Linked DNA regions of Gossypium hirsutum: region 1 is linked to region 2. The links are chromatin contacts, called in public Hi-C maps. All regions are on one chromosome and are shown on one strand. The core of a region is the stretch at or near the end of the contact, and the rest is flanking DNA. Distances in the headings are between cores, read along the strand shown.

Evidence for each region. A called contact is a pair of places that touch in the nucleus more often than the background predicts.
Region 1: a Hi-C map of leaf shows a contact between it and region 2, with 2.9 times the contacts expected there. The contact joins the enhancer-like site here to the promoter of LOC107888626 in region 2. A contact is called at or near these places in 8 of 34 Hi-C or Micro-C datasets (anther, callus, fibers and 3 more).

Annotation. Positions count from the first base shown.
Region 1 is chrA09:6,233,189-6,238,200 of Gossypium_hirsutum_v2.1, forward strand. It overlaps the pseudogene LOC107888627. Among protein-coding and RNA genes, the nearest start is that of LOC121206502, 11 kb to the right of the region's middle. Within about 2 kb of position 3,368, at least 6 of the 9 cell types and tissues checked have an H3K27ac peak or open chromatin away from gene starts, as enhancers often do. A contact at or near this core is called in fibers and leaf, where this site is marked.
Region 2 is chrA09:6,194,549-6,199,677 of Gossypium_hirsutum_v2.1, forward strand. It overlaps LOC107888626, which reads right to left and starts at 3,317. Exons shown (of 4, transcript XR_005901535.1): 1 at 3,073-3,317; 2 at 571-2,004; 3 at 1-186. It overlaps LOC107889889 (MDIS1-interacting receptor like kinase 2-like), which reads right to left and starts at 53. Exons shown (of 2, transcript XM_016814433.2): 1 at 1-53. The coding sequence starts at 53.

The DNA of each region.
Region 1 (5,012 bases), core at 2,118-4,617, 39 kb after region 2:
TAATCACTAAACTTTTCAAAATCAAATATTATACTCACTCTCCTATTAGTTGCCTTTAGATGAGTGACAGAAAGCTGTTGTGAGCTTTTTTTTATTGGTCTAATAATAAATTTAACCATTTAATGTCTATACATTCTATCTAATTGATTCTAAATATGAAAAATTCAACAAATTTAGCCTTCAATGTGTATCAAATTTGTCATTTTAGTTAAATTCTAAAAAAAATTTAATAAATTTAACCCTCAACGTTTACAAAATGATAAATTTTGATTTTAAAACTTTTCATAAAATTTTAAAAATAGTTTTGTTAATCTGGATTAATTATTCATAAAACTAAAGTGAATTTAAATAATAGATAACCGAATTTTAGAGTGGATTTGGATAATGGAGATTTGATGGCTAATATCTGCAAAACCAAACACAAAATCACAATGATAGAATTGACAAGCATCTGATATTGAATGCAAAGACAGGGAGTGAAGAGATCAAATAACACAAAGATGCCTTGCATTGTTCAAATAATGCTACACCTGAAAATCAACTTGAAGAACTAGCATGGAGTTCAACAATATCCCCTGACATCTGAGATTGAATTTTGGCTTCATCATCCATATACAGACCATGCTCCTTGAGTTGCAGCAGAGAGATAGCTTGGAGACGATCTGCTACTGGTCTTTTCCGGGAAAGAAACACTTGAGACACACACTTCATTGCTGGTCGGAAGTTTGGGTTCGACCTTAAGCAAGCAAAGGCCATTGTTGTAGCGAAAACAATATCCTTTGCGACTCTTCGATCGCTTGGAAGCGGTAAGCGTGGATCTAAAATATCACTTAACATTATATTATTGGAAGATGATGCGGATAATGATACCAAGAGTTCACCAGGATGCTTTCCCATGAGTGTTTCAAGTGCCAATACTCCAAAACATTAGACATCACATTTTTCAGTTACAACCATAGTATAAGCAAGTTCTGCATTTAACAACAAAAGAAACCCAATTAAAATATAATCGTTAAAATAATTTAAAAGATCGAAAATCGAGAGTCTTTATAACAAAAGAACTCCAGCACTTGATAATTCATGGCACTATATGCATAAACTGTTGCTAATCTTTAACCACAAGCAATTTAAAAATAGCTAATATGCCACTTTTCATTATGGTTTAAGAATTGGGGTCAAGTTTTCAATACCTCAAAGGCATACTTACAACCCAAAGTCGAATAACAAAACAAAAGCAGACTCAAAGCTTAGAAACTTGACCTGGTGCAATATAACCGTAGGTGCCAACAAGCATTGTTTGAATAGACGAATCAGGATCAATGAGTCTAGCTGTGCCAAAATCCGAGACACAAGCCTCAAGATTGGAGTTCAATAAAATGTTATTGCTTGATATGTCTCGGTGAACTATTGGTGGGTGGCAATCATGATGCAGATAAGATAAAGCACATGCTGTATCTTTGATTATCTTCACTCTTTTGGTCCAATCCAGCTCCATTGCTTCATTATCATAGGCGAGAACACAAAATAAGCTCCCTCGAGCCATGTATTCGTAAATCAAAAACATGCAACGATTATGGAGACAAAATCCATGAAGCTTCACTATGTTCTTGTGTCGTATTTCTGATAATATTTTTGCCTCATTCTTGAAACTCTTGTCAAAAGCTAGGACCTCTGCTTCTCTACGATGAAGTTTCTTCAAGGCAACAATCTTTCCACTTGGTAACTGCGCTCTATAAACACTACCATAACCACCAGTCCCAATACAGTATCGGATGTCAAAGTCGTTGGTCGCCTCAATGATATCTTCAAATGCAATTCTTCCGTCAAAGTTCAAGATTGAGAATAAATCTCCATTTTTTGTGACATTTGGTTCAGGAATGTTATCTTTTGCTCTGGATCTAAGGAAGAGTAAGACTCCTAAAGCCAAGAAGGCCAAAAAACAGAGAACGGGAAGAATGATTTCAACAATTTTTAACTTGTTGCTTGATGTAGAAGGGCAAGGAGAGAAACCTCGTATGTTTCCACATAAATACTTGTTTCCCCAAAATGAATCAGATGAAAATTCACTCAAATGCCCTGGTATAGGACCGTCTAGAGAATTATAGGACAGATTGAGCACATACGACACCCACAAATATGCAGGAATCATGCCTGTTAGATTGTTGTGGCTAAGATCCAAAACCTGAAAGTAAAGATCGTTATCAAATTGATGCGGTATTTCTCCCTCGATGAAGTTATGACTGAGATCAAGAGTATAATGAGGGCAACTGAAGACTTCAAAGGGAATGCTTCCAGTTATATGATTGTTACTCAAAGACAATTCTTGTAAGTTTGAGCAATTTCCAATTTGAGATGGAATAGGAACAATCAAATTGTTACTGGAGAGGTCAAGGAAATTAAAGCTTTCAAATTCTTCATTTCTTGTGGTAAGGGACCTTCTAAAAGATTGGAATCAAGATAGAGAATGCTCAATCTGGATAAATTAAATATTGACAAAGGGATCGAACCATTGAGCTTGTTTTTACTTAGATTCAATTCACACAAATCCTTTAGGTTTCCAATTTCACGAGGAATTACCCCAGTGATTTGATTAAAGGATAAGTCCAACTGTTTTAAATTGGTTAATTTGCCTAAGGTAGAAGGGAAAGGACCACTAATTTGGTTTTTGGATAGGTTCAACATTTTTAAAGTGGTTAAGTTGCCCAAGGTAGAAGGGATAGGGCCAGTAATTCTATTATGCGATAGGTCCAACAGCTTCAAACTTTCCAAGTTTCCACAGCCTGAAGGGATAGAACCTTCAACAAAGTTTCTGGAAAGATTGAGCCCTTTTAAACGTGTAAGTTTTCCAAGGGATTGAGGTAACTCACCTATTATATTATTGTAAGAAAGATCAAGGTGCTCGAGAGAAGATAAAGCACATATTTGAGGCGAGATGCTTCCACTAACCGCAAACCGTGAACAATCAATGCTGGTGATGCTCCCAGCTTCATTGCATGATATACCTACCCAGCTGCAACGTTTGTGAGTGTCATTGCTGTGCCAACTCCACCAACCTAAATGAAGGATAGCTTTTGCTTCCATTTCTAGCTCGGATGTTGTGACTAATCTGGTAGAACCAGTACCCAAAGTTGGAAAAATGGTGACCACGAGTGCAATCGAAACATAAGAAAGAACACGGGTAGTGCAACAAAAAGGTGAGGCCATCTTTAAGCTTAATTTTTTTTATAGGCTGTGATAATAATAATGGTTAGTGATTTCCCGGCTAATCAATTAACCCAATATGGATCAAATTTATTGCTTTCGAAGTCAAGATCTTCCTCTATCTTTTGGTTTGGGCTCAGTGTTACGGTTCGCCATAAGAAGCCTATGACCCACGCGGAAGCCACTACTGTCCTCAAGCAGAATTTCTCCATTCCTAGAGACACCCCCAAAAGATGGTGGGCCAAAGTGAAGTCAAAACTGCTCCGCTGATTATAGACTTTTATAGTCATTACTTCTTAAATTTTAGTTGAAGGTTCAAAATTTTGAATTATTAATTAATGAAAATTTTGATTTGTATTTTTTTATTGAAAATTTTTCTATTGAAAAAATATATAAAAATAAAGTGAAATTATAATTTTATACAATTATTTCTTTTTTATTAGTCACTGACCGCTGAAATCAAGGATTACTGTAAAAAAAAATTTTCAAACTAAACCCGAGTAGATTGTGTACCTCTTACAGAGATAACCCATCCATCTGCTGGGTCATTGCAATATGTAACCAAAATTATGAGTCTCTGGATGAACATAACTAGTATTCATTTTATTTTTCTGCTCTTTCAAAATGATAACTTATTAGAATAAAAAGAGTCCAAAGATACTGAATTTAGTCAGTTACAACAGATAACAGAAGCTAAATCTAAAAAAATTAACAAATTTAATCTTTAATATTTATAAAATTTGTCATTTTAATCTTAATTATAAAAATTATTTTTTATATATTGAAAGAATTGATAACACTATATATCATCTAATATATATTATGTATGGTACTAACTAAATGTGTCTATGAGTCGGCCTAGATTGGCCCGAAAAATTATCTTAAAATTTTGACTAAACTCAACTCGTATTAATTTTTTATATAATTTTAAAAATATATATATAATACACCATAAATACTAAAAACATTAAAATAAATGTTTCACAACAAATTAAAAATAAATATATATATACTTAAACAACACTAAAATAAATACAATTTAACAAGCAAATGTGAAAAATAACAACAAAATTAACAATAAAACAAGATTATACAATATTCAAATAATAACAACAAAATAGTAGTAACATAATTGTGAAATTGTAGCAAAATAGTGAAAAAAACAACAAGAAAATAGCAAGAAAAAAAATAGCAAATAACAGTAAAAAAAATTGATTTTTTTTGTATTCATACCCGGACTAGGCAAAAAAACTTACCTAAGGCTCGGCCCGTTTAGAAAACGGGCTTTATTCTTTGCCCAAATTCATTTTTCAAGCCTATATTTTTACCCAAACCCTTCTACTTTTCGGACAAGTCTTCAACCCGGCCCATGGGCAGGTCTAGTACTAACATTAATTCACAATCTTTAGTCTCTAATAATTAGGTGACCTAAATTTTTTATATTATTAATATTAGTGCTCAAATTGATAATTTTAATAGTGGAATGGTCTAATCATTATCATTGTAATTTATCAATAACATTTGATAAACTTTATAATTAAAAAAATAATTATAAAATAGTATTATATGATAAATAACATGATTTATAATAAGGGATAAATCTCAAAGCTATACATGGATTATGGTTTAATATGCAATTGTATATATTAACTTTGATTTGTGTAATTTTATAATGAAATTTTGATTTGATCCAATTCTTATAAATTATTAACACAATTATTAATATAACATCATTTTATGTTTATATATTGCATACATAAATAATTATATTTATTCAATACAAAAATAAATTGATGTATTTATTTCTTTAA
Region 2 (5,129 bases), core at 2,067-4,566:
TTCAAACTCTCAATATCAAGGGGTATGGGACCTTCTAAAAGATTCGAAGCCATGGATAGATACCATAAATTAGGTAAATGAAGTAGAGATGAAGGGATGGAACCATGTAAAAGATTTCTCTCAAGCTGCAACGACTGCAAATTGGTCAAATGGCATAGAGCTGAAGGGATGGAACTGGAAATATAGCTGGAATCAAGGTGTAAATTAGAAACAACTAAAATTTATTAAAAATTAGAAACAAAATTATAAAATCGTAAAAAAATATAAAAAAAATAAAAAATCAATATTTTAAAATTATAAATTAAAATTATAAATTATAAAAATTATAAAACGTTTTTTTTATGTATTTTATAATTTTTTATGATTTTTTAAAAAATTTTACAATTATTTTTTCTAATTTTAAATATTATTTTATATTTTTAAATAGTGTTATTCAAGTCTTGACACATTCTCTAAAATAGTGCACATATTCCGCAAGAATGGTAAATAAAATAAAACTAAATTTAAAAAAACATTGTCAAGACTTGAATAACATGATGTAATTGCTAATCAGGAATGCCAAAATATAACCTTAAAACATCATAGAGCTTTTGACGAGATAATCTTAGGTCCAAGACTGATCCCATGTAGAAAGAAGGCATTTCCTCGATATGTGAAAAATCTCTCCTCAGGCCCTACAAACCATAAGTGACCTTGCAACTCCAGATTCCCTTTCATACCTGCTGTTTCCCATAAAAACTTGAATAACCCCAGAGCCCTATCCAACTGCTTAACCCCACTCCAAACCATCTTCTCCTCATTTGAAGTCAGAACTCTTCCGATGCACAAGGTAAACCTATTCTCAATACCGTTGCCATACATTGCTCCACACAAATCCACTTCAAGATCTCTAACCTGCCCGTAGAGGTAATACAATAAAAGTGTGAACAAGCACCGTGACGAGTGTCCCAATGTCTTAGATAGCTTCCTTTGTACAAGGCTTTCTTGGTGCCTAGAATCCTTATACCCAATACTGTTATCAACTAACACATCCCTAATCTGAGACACACCTTCTTTCATCACCTCAATCGTTTTCAAATGATAAAGCCATTCCTTCTCACTCTTCAAGCAATTAATGAGATCAGTAAACATCTCAAGAACATCCTCCCATTTGTGAGGAGAGTCAACAACTTTTGCAGGCGAAAGTCGAATCCATGAAGCAGAATCAAAGTCATAAGAAACAGCAGACTCATCCAAGAACTTAAGGCAGCTAGAAACTATCTGCTTACCCATCTTAGTTCCTTTACTTGGGAGTTGGAAATTCAATAAATCAATCTCCAATTTCAGTTCATTCAATATTTTCTCAAGGGCACCCATCCATATCCTGTGTTGTGTAACCTGAGGACATATTGTTAGACGCACCAACTTCCTCTGTTGAGCTGTAACATTCAAAACATTGCTCACTAAGGTTAATGAATTCACAATCATGGGCTCCCTTTCACTAGGTTTACCAAAACAGTCAAATGAAGATATTTTTTTCTTTAGCATTTGTTGAACTGATGGGGACCCAATAAAGACTCTTACAAGTGACTTGAAAGCATTCATTCTATGTTCAATTCGATCACTGATGATGATCGAATTGTCATTTGCATTCACAAGACGTCCATCAACTGAATCCACATCTTTTAACAAGTGGGCCAATCTTGTCAACTTTGAAAACGCCTTTTCGTACCATTCATGAGGTAAGACCTCTTTGTCGGAATCCCTTGTGCAGTGATATAACATTGCATTAAAATGCAGAGCACCATTTAGGTTTGTTTCACAATACTTTGAGCCTTGGAGAACATTTTGAACAACTTTAAAAGCCTTCATCAGTTGGCCAAATCTTTTACTATGATATATCTAAAAAACTGGACCTCACAACCACCAATTATAAAACAACATTATCACATCAACCAGTCGAAAGTAGCAATACTTGTGCTTCCCATGGCTTCTTCTTCTTCTTAGTGCTTTCTTTCTTATTCACTGTTACATCCAAATAGGCCAAGCATATATATAAAATAGATTTTATAACTACAGGCTAAAAACAAGAGAAGCAACTTAAAAGCAAATAATGCAACTGAAAGCAGAAACCAACATAGCTTTTCAAACAATTGAGAATAGTAGAACAACAAATCAACCTAAAACGTCGAAATAGCCAAAACCTAGAACCTGTTCACTTAAAAGATTACAACTCAATTTCCCTTCATGTAAACATGCTATAAGCCTAGGTAACACAGATGAATATATCAGTAATCACACAAAAACTTCCCATTCAGATGATATATAGAGATACCTTGGGTCTACTTGAAATTTTCTATCAAATTCCATTTGCAAATAATACCCACCAGCACACAAACAATCCCAACTAAGTTCATCGATGAGCTCCATTCAAAACTATTTTAAAGAATATCTACCCAATCCTTACTGATGAATGCAAACACCTAGCAGTATGAAAAAGAAAACATCTATGCATACACGAATCATGACAATCTCCAGTATGATCATGAAACCCAAAACAGCACAATACAAAATGCAAAAAATTGGAGGGAAAAACAACTAAACCCTAATACTGAATTACAAACATAGAACATTAAAATTTGATACAGCGAGAAGTTCCCCCTTCTTAGACAGTCTTAGCTTAAAATTGTCAAAAGAGAAACAGAGAAAAACGAATAAATTGTCAAAAGAGAAAAGCGAACACTATCAGCTTCAGTAAATAACAAAATTGAAGAAATCAAACAGATGAAACCTAGAAAATGAGAATAAAAACGGATTAAGAACTAAATCATTCCAAGAATATTCGTTATGAACAATGTAAATGTCAGATGAAATCTTGATTGCAGTGGTTGTTGAATCAATCACTAAAAGAAAAGGAAAGTAGCAAAAGATAGATCGATTAGTACTTTTTTAGAGATGATTTTCAATAAGACGAAGCTAACAAAAAGCAAAGAGAGCTCTACTCAAAATCGGAAATGAGAGCCAAATATAAATCACAAAGCGATAGAGTAGATACAGTTAAGTACTGAGAAGATCGCCACGAAAAATCATTACGATGTCAGCGGCAACGGTGAGAGTGAGAGAGACTTTAAGCCGAAAAATAGATTGAAGAGGAAGAGAGCTGCACTCCGGTGGTATCAGTTGGCCCGAGGGACGTCGGCGATGGCTGACTGGATAGTGGAGTAAAGGCGGCCTCTAGAGCAAATGGAGGAGAGTAAAGAGTCAAAAATAATAAAGGAACCAAAACCCATCTGGGACCTTCGCGTGAAAAAGAGCGGAAGGGAAAAGGAGAAATTTTCTCTTCAGTCCCTGTCACTTTTTGGGTAAACTATTTTTTAACTTTTCCTTTTACATATTTAAAATTGAATCGTTTTAATTTTCATATTTCAAATTTTAAATCAACTTGCTAAATAACGCAAAAAATAAAAATAAAAATAAAAGCAATGATTCATATGCTTCTTAATAATAAATAAGCATTGAAGCTATTAACATAATTAAGGATGACGTTTACGGAAACTCTAGTTTTGGAAAGAAAAATCTATACGGTATTGAAGCTTCTTACCCACGGGATTATTCTACATATCTCTAGAGAGGACAATAAACTTGCAGACAAGATCATTAAGGCAGTAAAGGATAGAAGAACCGATTTACGGTTGATAAAGGAGTCCACACAGATGTCTTTTGTTTAGTGTTTGATTTTTAAGTTGTTTTGTTTTTTCACAAAAAAAAGGACATGATATTTTATTTATATTATAAAATTTACGGTTAAATATTAATTATTACAAATATTTGTAAATATTATTTTAATATAATTTTATTATAAGTATAAAAATAATTCATAAGTTATATAATGCATTCAAAAAATAGTAAGATATTAATTAATAATACAAAAATAATAATTACTTTTAATTTAAGGTTAAATTTGTCAATTTTTGTTTATTTTTAACCTATTTTATGATATTATTTTACTTAAAGTAATAATATTACATGTCTGTCCGATTCAATCAACTAAATAACATAATATTTTATTATCTCTCCATTATTTCATTAAACTATAATTATTTCATTCTTGCTCAATTCTATTACAATCAACCAAACATATATTAAGATTTATGAATTTTGGTTAAAGCAATGCAAATTTACTATGATAATCAATTCGCCGTTGTAATTGTGAAGAACTTTGTCTTTTATGGAAAGACAAAACATTTCAAGATTAAGTATCATTTTGTGAGAGAAGTTGAACAGAGCGAAGAAGTAATTTTAATTCATTGTTGCACAGAGAATCAACTGACGAACATTCTGACCAAGCCTCTTGGAAAAACGAAGTTTGAGAAATGAAATTGGTGTTCGCTGTATGGAGGCTAAGGAGGAGTATTGTGAGATAGCCATCCATGCAACAACTCTCTCAATTGACGAGATACAAATGTGCAAACCAAAAGTGCAAACCAAAAATGTAAACCAAAGTGACGGACAAGCCAAAGAATAAGCCAAAGTGGCGAACAAACCAAAAGACAAGCTAAAGTACTACAAGAAAAATGGTGGACTGTCAACTGATGAACTATTTGACGAACAACTATTGACAGACTATCCCAAAGCTTATGATACAAGTTAGCAAGTTGTCAACTTGTTAGAAAAAGTTGTCAAATTATAACTTGCTAGAAAAAGTTGTCAAATTATTTATCTTCATTTTGATAGGATAATTTAAGCGCTGACTAGATAGAAATCAGCCAATGGAGTAAATCTCATGTACTTAAACTTGTCAACTTCTAGTTGGAAAATTTTCCTATTTAAAGTCATCTTTGTATGTAAATTATGTATTGAAAAATTGAAAAATATAGCAAATCACATTTCATTGCTAAAATTTGATCTGTCCATCTTCTCTTTCTTAGACTAAAAAACCAACAGGGAGGATGTTGTGGCCAATCTGGTTGAACCAATACCCAAAGTTGGAACAATGGCAACCAAGAATGCAATCCAAACATAAGAAAGAACTTAATCAATATAAACAATGTTATAGCCCAATTTTGCCCCATTTACAACTTCAACCCGAATGGCCCATTTACATTTTACAAAACCCATTTAAACCAAACACCTACCCAAAATACCTAAAA